3 separate regions of the Gossypium raimondii genome follow, and all the other regions are linked to region 2. Evidence: chromatin contacts called from public Hi-C data. All regions are on one chromosome and are shown on one strand. Each heading gives the region's core, a stretch centred on a gene start, on an enhancer-like site or on the middle of the called end of the contact. The rest is flanking DNA. Distances are from core to core; before and after follow the strand shown. Region 1 overlaps LOC105766629. Region 2 holds the start of LOC105766625. Region 3 holds the start of LOC105766627 (B3 domain-containing protein At2g36080).

The links. A called contact is a pair of places that touch in the nucleus more often than the background predicts.
Region 1: a contact with region 2 is called in a Hi-C map of leaf, with 4 times the contacts expected there. The contact joins the enhancer-like site here to the promoter of LOC105766625 in region 2. A contact is called at or near these places in 2 of 2 Hi-C or Micro-C datasets (both in leaf).
Region 3: a contact with region 2 is called in a Hi-C map of leaf, with 2.8 times the contacts expected there. The contact joins the promoter of LOC105766627 here to the promoter of LOC105766625 in region 2. A contact is called at or near these places in 2 of 2 Hi-C or Micro-C datasets (both in leaf).

The regions. Positions count from the first base shown.
Region 1 is chr4:22,707,350-22,710,049 of ASM2569854v1, reverse strand. It overlaps LOC105766629, which reads right to left. Exons shown (of 19, transcript XM_012586156.2): 19 at 2,448-2,700. Among protein-coding and RNA genes, the nearest start is that of LOC105766629, 11 kb to the right of the region's middle. Within about 2 kb of position 1,274, the one cell type or tissue checked has open chromatin away from gene starts, as enhancers often do. A contact at or near this core is called in leaf, where this site is marked.
Region 2 is chr4:22,948,501-22,951,200 of ASM2569854v1, reverse strand. LOC105766625 reads right to left here and starts at 1,258. Exons shown (of 4, transcript XM_012586149.2): 1 at 1,069-1,258; 2 at 112-669. The coding sequence starts at 600.
Region 3 is chr4:22,775,131-22,777,830 of ASM2569854v1, reverse strand. It overlaps LOC105766627 (B3 domain-containing protein At2g36080), which reads right to left and starts at 1,381. Exons shown (of 3, transcript XM_012586153.2): 1 at 317-1,381. The coding sequence starts at 1,067.

The DNA of each region.
Region 1 (2,700 bases), core at 25-2,524, 240 kb after region 2:
CAACTTTAGTGTATTGCACAATTTGGTATAATCAAATTAAACAACCAATCCAATATAAATAAACACTTAATCAAACATCCAAATACTTAATAAACTAATACAACGTAATCATAATAGCCCATAACCTATTCAAATTCTCATACAAACATTTTATCAAACATGTGATAAACGACACTTAAAAATAAGAATTGAGTGAATAAATACTCATGTATAAATAACGAATGAAGTGTAGAAATCCAAAAATCTCTAGTACAAAGCCCGTAAAAAAGTAAAAAGGATCCACAAAGTCAAAATTAAAATAAAATAATTAAAAAGTAAACCCTAATCTAATAAAAAAAAAAGAAAAGAAAAATAATTTAAAGTTTAATTATATAACCTAATTTTCAACTTAGCCTAGCCACCTTCAAATAGTTTATATAAGGGGAAATAGTTAATATAAGATGGTATTTATCGGAAAAAAATCATAATAAATCCTCAATTAAAAAATATCTCTATTTAAAAATTTAAGTATGAAAAGTTTCACCATTATTGCCTTCAAATTGCCCCTTAAAATTTAGCCTCATTAGGAATCATCTAAGGCATCAAAAAAGTTCTAAAGTGAGTCAAATCAGTGTCGTTTCAAGGACGCAACGAATGCGTTGCGAGAATGAGTAGGGGAGTGTCACAGGTCGTGAATCAAAGCCCATGATGAATGCACAAAGAGCGTTTCATGGAGGTCAATCGATTAAATGAGGCTCATTCGACCTACTTGAACTAACCCAGTTCGTGGAACATGTGAAGAAGCCCATCTACTTGAAACCTTGGTGGCCCGGAAAAGTACTTAAGAAAAATTAAGGCTACCTTGGTAAATATGAAAAATAATATTAAAAGATATGTAATCTGATAATATCCGATTTTATAATCTTAAAGGATTGTGTCAATCCCTTAAGAATCTCAATTGTAGATAGACTATAATCTCGACCATCAATGTAACTCAATCTGTATCGTTGGATTTGAGGGAGCTTAACTATAAATAGAGACCTTCCTCCTCATTTGTATCTCAATTGTAATTCTTCACAGTAATAGAGATTCTTTGGGAACATTTAAATCACCTTGTGTGTGTTGCTTTCTTGTGGCATTTTTTGTTCTTTCATTGCTCTTTTGTCTTTGAGTTGCTTCCATTTTATGTTCGGTGCCTTGAAAATTTTTTGTTGTGAATTCTCACTTTACAAGAGTTAGGCTGACTCGAGCGAATTTTAACCCAAGAAATTGCCTAAGGCCGCACAGATTGCGAGACAAGTTCTAGTCTCGTGACATTCGTGTCAGCATCTTCACAAGCCGACACAATGCATGTCAAGTATGAGACAACTACTCTCTCTTTCAACATCAACTCTAAGTTTCAACTACACCCATATTTATATGGAGCAACCACCATGATTCATTTCTTAAAGGGGGGGGGTAGGGGAAGGTTCGTTATAAGAAAAAAAAATATCCTTGTACGACTTAAAACAAAGCCATCGGGCATGGTTTGTGAAGTACATTGAAGTAGTTCGGATTTTAGTTTGAAGAAAAGCAGAAGCAACCATTTAGTATTCTACAAAAATTCTAAGACAGGCTCCATTCTTCTAGTAATATATGTTGATGACATTGTTATCATATGAAACAGTACTGCATGAATTTTGACTCTTTAATTCATTTCGTCATACTAATTTTCACACAAAAAACTTAAGGGCGCTGAAATATGCTGTGAAAGTGTAGGTAACAAGGAGTAAAAAAGAGATACTCTTGTCTCAAATAAAATGTGCTTGACTTGTTAAAAGAAACATGAAAAATAGGAGCCAAATCATGCCACACGCCTATGATTCATGATTTGCATCTCACAGAAAATGATAGTGATCAATTTAAAGACCCTACGAGGTACAGAAGAATGGTAGGAAAGTTGAACTATCTCACGATATCTCGTTAAGTATCACAATATGAGGTTAATGTTGTCACCTAATTTATGTCAACTCCATCCACTCTCGGATAGGGTATATTGTACAAAAATCATGGATGCCATAATTGGGCAAGACCGAAAGTTGACTGAAGATCTACTACAGATCTATCGTGTATTTGTTCGAGGGAATTTGGTATCGAATCAAAATATAAAGCCATGACTCAATCTGTCTTGAAATTATGTGGATACATCATCTTATTACAACAAAAGACCTAGACTTCATTACCGACAAAATTATGGAGCAATCACATTGCCTCAAATCCAGTATTCCAGTACTCCATGAACGAACAAAAAACACATTTAAGATGATTGTCATTTTAAGTCGTGAAATATTTCAAGGACTAATTTCACCTGGTTACCTACTGGGAATCAAGTTTAATACCTATGTAACATGCTAGGTATGATATTTATGCTCCAACTTGCGGTGTGTTAACAGGTTGTAAATGTTGACATTTGGGAATTCTAGCTGATATTTAGATATTAGACTTTAGACTTCATATTATTTCCTTGTAGAGTTTATAGTATTTTGTATACATACTCGTGTAAATCAAATCAATAGAGAATATTATCATTTTTCCTTCAAATTCTCTCGGCTTGACAGAGGTAATCCCCAAACTGCGACGGAGGACCAACAGAACAAAACAAAAACAAATAAATTGAAGCCATCTGTGTTACCATATATGGGGAGAATTGTTTCAATTTTGAAGACTGTACAAGATCTCCAC
Region 2 (2,700 bases), core at 9-2,508:
TTTTCCTAAAATTTCCATTCCTATGGTGAAGACAAATAACATGCAATTTTTAAAAATATATTTATTTTTTTCTAAAAAGAAATTAAAAGGGAAAGGGAAAAAACAACCGACCTCAGAAACAGGGCTGTGAGAAGGATCAGACAAGTGAGGAGGCAAAGAACCCGAATGAACCGACCTAGCAGCAGCTCCCTTTTCTCTCCCTTCTTTCACTCTCCTCCTCTCCTCATTTCCTTCCTTTCTTCTAGGCGACGGTATCTCATTCATTTCCCACAGAGTCGCCGCCAGCTTCCTGGCCGAAACCGGCTGCTGTTGCTGCTGCTGCCCCTTCAATTTACTCCCACTTTGTGATCCTGAATACCTAGGAGACTCCATAGCTCGTAGCATTGACGCCATTGAAGGCGATCTCATCATCAGCTTCCATGTAGGCACGGGGGTACTGGATCCACCCCTTTTGCTGCCCACTAGAATCGCCCTCTTGAATCTGTAGTTTTGCATAATTGATGATGACGACGAAGCTGAAGATGAACACCCTCGTTTCCTGATTTTGCCGGGGAGTAAATTTTCTATGTCAATCTCGCCCAAGTTTTGCCTTGACATCATATTTTTTCTTTCAATCAATTCCGCCCCTTCCTTTTTATTGCTTAAATTTGCTCCTCAGATCTTACAAATCTATAAACAAGACAATGAATGAAGATTAAACCCATTATTAATCGTCAAAAAAATGAAAACAAAATCAAACTTTTTCCTCCAAAATTGCCACTTTTTCTTTTATTTTCTACGAGTAGTAGTATGCTTAGATCTTATTAGCATATCTTTCGGGGGATGAAAAAAATGAGTAAAGTAAAAACTACAGAATAAACTAAACCTATGAAAAAGACAGATTTGAGTTAAACGTTGTCGGTTTACAGTTCAGATTTCAGACAACAGAAAAAACTAAAATTGTAGGAAATTGAGGGATAGAACAATAGATTTTTATTTCTTTTATTGCATTGGAAAAGAAGGAAAATCAGTTGACAAGGAGAAAATTTCATTGTTCTTTTCTTTTTAATTTTTTTTTCACGAACTTACCGTTAACTTTAGGTTCATCGCTTGTGTTAGTCGTACCAAGGAGTGTTCGGAAGGCAAGAAAACAAGAGGGAAAGTTGGAGTTTTCAGATTCAGAAGCAAACCCTAGAAAAAGATAAGAGAGAACTTTCTTTTGATGGCTTCTCGAAGCACTAGGAAGAAAAGAAATGTAAGTATTTTCACTCTGATCATATACAGACTGTGACTTTACATAAAAAGAGAAGAATATGAGATGTTGTATGGTCAAATTATTGAAAACTTACGTGTCTTACTATGATTGGAAATTAGAGGTTTTTTTATTTGACTTTTGGTCAATGGTGGGAGTAGAAGCCGAACCCATCAGCCGAGCCGCAATTTGAAATACGCGGAAATATTAGCGAAAATTTTGGATTTGGCTTTTTGGTTGGGACCCTTTAGTTTCGCTTTAGGACATGGAAATTTTCGGAACAAGAGAAATATGTTGTTCCTTTTTCTTTTTTTAAGAAATATGATTTAAACAATAAATAATAGTTTTCTTCATAAATGATGTTATATGAAAGGGTTCATCTCTCCTAAACTTTCTGTCAAATGTTTACTATACAATAATGAATAAATGAATGTCACATATTCTCTTAAAATTTGAATATAATTTTTAAATTCAGAAAATCTTATAATTTTAAAGTTGTTTTAATTGTTTATTGCTTAAAATCATATTCAAAATCCAAAATCCTTATATAACTACATGTCACATTCATTTATTCATTGTCCCAAAATTAGCATGTAAATTGAACAATATTAAAGCTTTGAGGTACATTGATATATGGTAGAATAATATAAGTATCAAATTAAATATTTTCTTCATATAGATACCACATTACATTACACATTAAATGAAAGTTTAAACTCAATAGTAATATTATCCCTATATGAAAGTATTTAAATATCAAAATGTTGATACTAAACAATTTTAACCACAAGGATGAAGTACAAAAACTTGGGAGATTTATGTTCAAATTTTATTATATGTGTGATTTTGATTTATATTTAATTTTGTTAGTTAATTTGAGTTGAATTAATTGTTCATTTGTTGATTTTTTATATTATATTGATTGATTTTGATAAACTTTTGAAAAAATGAGATTGAATTTAGACCAAAACAAAATCTTTTCTTTTTAGATTGAAGTTTACAGTTTTTTTCCTCTTTTTCTCCTATTTAATACTTGAAAAAAATGACTTTTGTTAATAGGAGCTTATAATCACTAAGTAAGAAAATTTCAAAATATTTTTTATATAATGCTTAAAATTATTCATAATTTCTCGTCAACTTAAATAGAAGGATCAAATGCGTATAAGTATGCTCAAATTCACGTATTCTAATATTAACAAAAAAAGAGTATAAATAACAAAAAAATAATGTGGTAACTACTGTTTTTTTCTTAACTACAACAATAACAAGTAGTAACAAAAATAACTAAAAGAATTGGTATTTCATTCAATGCTACTTATTATGCTAATCCGAGATTGATTAATTAAAGACCTTATATATATAAATGAGTTAAATCGGTAAGATTTACTACTCCACTGACCCACCTAAATATATATACAAATATGTTGTTTAAAAGAGGAAAAGAGAATGAGAAGATTGGTTGTCTATAA
Region 3 (2,700 bases), core at 132-2,631, 170 kb after region 2:
TAATGCTTACTAATTAAAGTGAAGGTAACAAAATCATTTGGAACACACACATAAATGGGGTTATGTAGATATTGGTACTCCTAATCCCCATAATAAATGGTCGTTCCGGAGTTAGTAGAATTTAAAAGAACAAATTACAGAAACAGTCTTACACAACCACATTGCTCCCATGTAATTGGAAAGTGTCTTTCACGCACTTCCATGTGCCAATAATTCTCAATTTTATATTATTCCTAAAAACTTTTATAAATAAAACCCATTTCTTTGAAGAAGATAAATAGATAAGAGTTTTACAATGCGACAAATAAATATATACCAGCATGAAGACAGTCAGGTTGGTATGGCACATTAGCCTCAAGATCACCTTGAATGTGTCCAAGATGAGGATACCTTTGATACAATCCCCTATTATTCCACCCTCCATTTCCACCCCCACCACCACCGCTATCATTCTCCATCATGGCGTTTCCCCCATCAGTAGCTGCCGGTGCAACCACCACTGCTGCACCGCGCCTCCTCCACCCTATAAACAATCTATCACCATCCGTGCGGTGTCGTTGGAATAAAATAATGTCACCAGCATCAAGTTGCTTCTCTTTGACGTATCTGCTCCATCCTTTTGTTAACACGTAGCTTTGGCTGCTGTTCCAATACGAGTAGCGGAAACGCCAACACTTGCCTGACTCGTCTTCGAAACTTAGCAACAACCCTTTATCACTGGAGTCACCGCCTAGCGGGAAGTATTTCTCGGCATGTTGTTTGGGGATAACAAGCCTGTTCAGCTTGCCAACATCGCTGGGGGTTAAGGGCTTTTCAAACATGGGTTCCGTTTCATGGCCTAGCTGGTGGTTTTCAGGGGGATTTGGTTTAGGGTTTAGGGTGTTGAGAGTGGAGGTTTGGTCGTCGAGTTCTTCGTCGTCGTCATGGTTAAGGTTGAAGTGGCGGGGAGCGTGGATGGAGGATAGGAACATGGAGGGGTAGAAGTGAGAGGTCCAGGGGGAGTTTTCAAGGGAAATTGAGGAAGGGTTGTGAAGCTTTGAAGAAGGGGGGGTTTGGGTTGGTTCCATAGAAGGAGTTTGTTTTGTCGTTGGATTGTTTTGTTTGAATTACTGGAAGTGGTTAATGGACATTTGAGAGACAAAAGAGCGAAGAAGGAAAGAGATGGGTGCTTTAGAGCAAGTGTGGAGAAAAAGAAAAGAGAGGAAGGTATGGAAGAGTGAGGTGAAAGAGGGCAGGCGTGATGATTATGAGTTTGATGTGGAAACTATTTAATGCAGCTACAAAGATAAAGATATGACAATGAGAGAGAGAGAGGGAGGAAGTGAGAGGAGAGAAGAACAGAGTAAGATTGAAGTGAAAGAGAGAGAAAAGAAGGTCGGGCTAACGGGGAATTCTTGAAGTACTTGACAGCCTCGAAACTATTTTAAGGTTTTTTTTCCTGGAAAAGAGGTAAAAAATATGTGTTCTTTAAGAACTGAATTATATTTTTATTTTATTTAAAAATAAGTAAAATTGGTGTTTTTTAAATGACATTGGTGTTTACTATTAAAAATTAGTTTTGTTATTAGAATAAGATAAACATAATATGTATAATTATCTGATTATTCTGTTATTCATATTTAAAGTTTGACTTTTCGTTATCAAATTAATTACTTAATTTTTAACTTTAGAAATAAATAAAAATTTTAATAAAAATATCCTTTTATAAAGAGAGTAAAATACAATTTAACTCTTAATATAAAACTTTCATAATAATTTTACCGTGAAAAAATAATGTATTTTGTGTGAGAAATAATTTTTACATATAAGTTTATTTTTGTCTCTAGATTTATGACTATTTCTTTAGTAATCTCTTTCCATTATATGCTTCTAACACTGTCAGTAAAAAGATTATATTTCCGATCAATCATTATACGTGCTTTGTGTAACGCAAAACTTTGGGGTTAAAATTTTAGTTCAAAATTGGGGAAGAGCCTGGTAGAAAGTAGGTATTGACTTCATACTTAATTTCTACGTGTAAATATTAATAGGAAAGTAAAGATAAAATACACACTAATTTTTTATTCAGATTCCGGAGTTACAATACTTGAGGGGGAAATCTAAAAAGTGTATCATCATTGAATGAAAATAGAAAGGATAATGTTAAATCATAAACATTGCTGGGATTGGAGCAATTACAATTGATTTCCTTTCACTTTGCCTACAAAAAGAAAATTAGTTTCTGAAATTCACATTTCCAATATATCTTGTGATTGGGAGATATATATATATATTATAAAGTAAAAAATATTTGCCGAATTGGGCAGAACAAATGTATCCAGATGAACCTTGAGAAAGAAAAAAGAGGGTTTGTCGATTGAATTTTCTGCAATTTAGAAAACACCCCATGTTACTAAGCAAGTAACTGAAAAGAGGGTACTCAGTAGGCCCAATTCTGACGCAATATGGGTAATCAGGTTACCATCCAACGCCACCCCCAAACTGCAGGGTTTTTGGTAATCAGGGCCACATGTTTGATCTTCTTTCTTAATTTTTGCATCATTTCAAACAGTGAAAAATCTCATACTACATTGTAAAATCTGACAGAGATGAACAGGCTTGTTAGGTTTATATATTCAGTGAGAAAAGAAAAAAAAGAGAAGAAACAGTAAAATAAAACAGTGAAAAGAAGTTTTTGTTTTGTTAAAAGAAAAAAAAAAA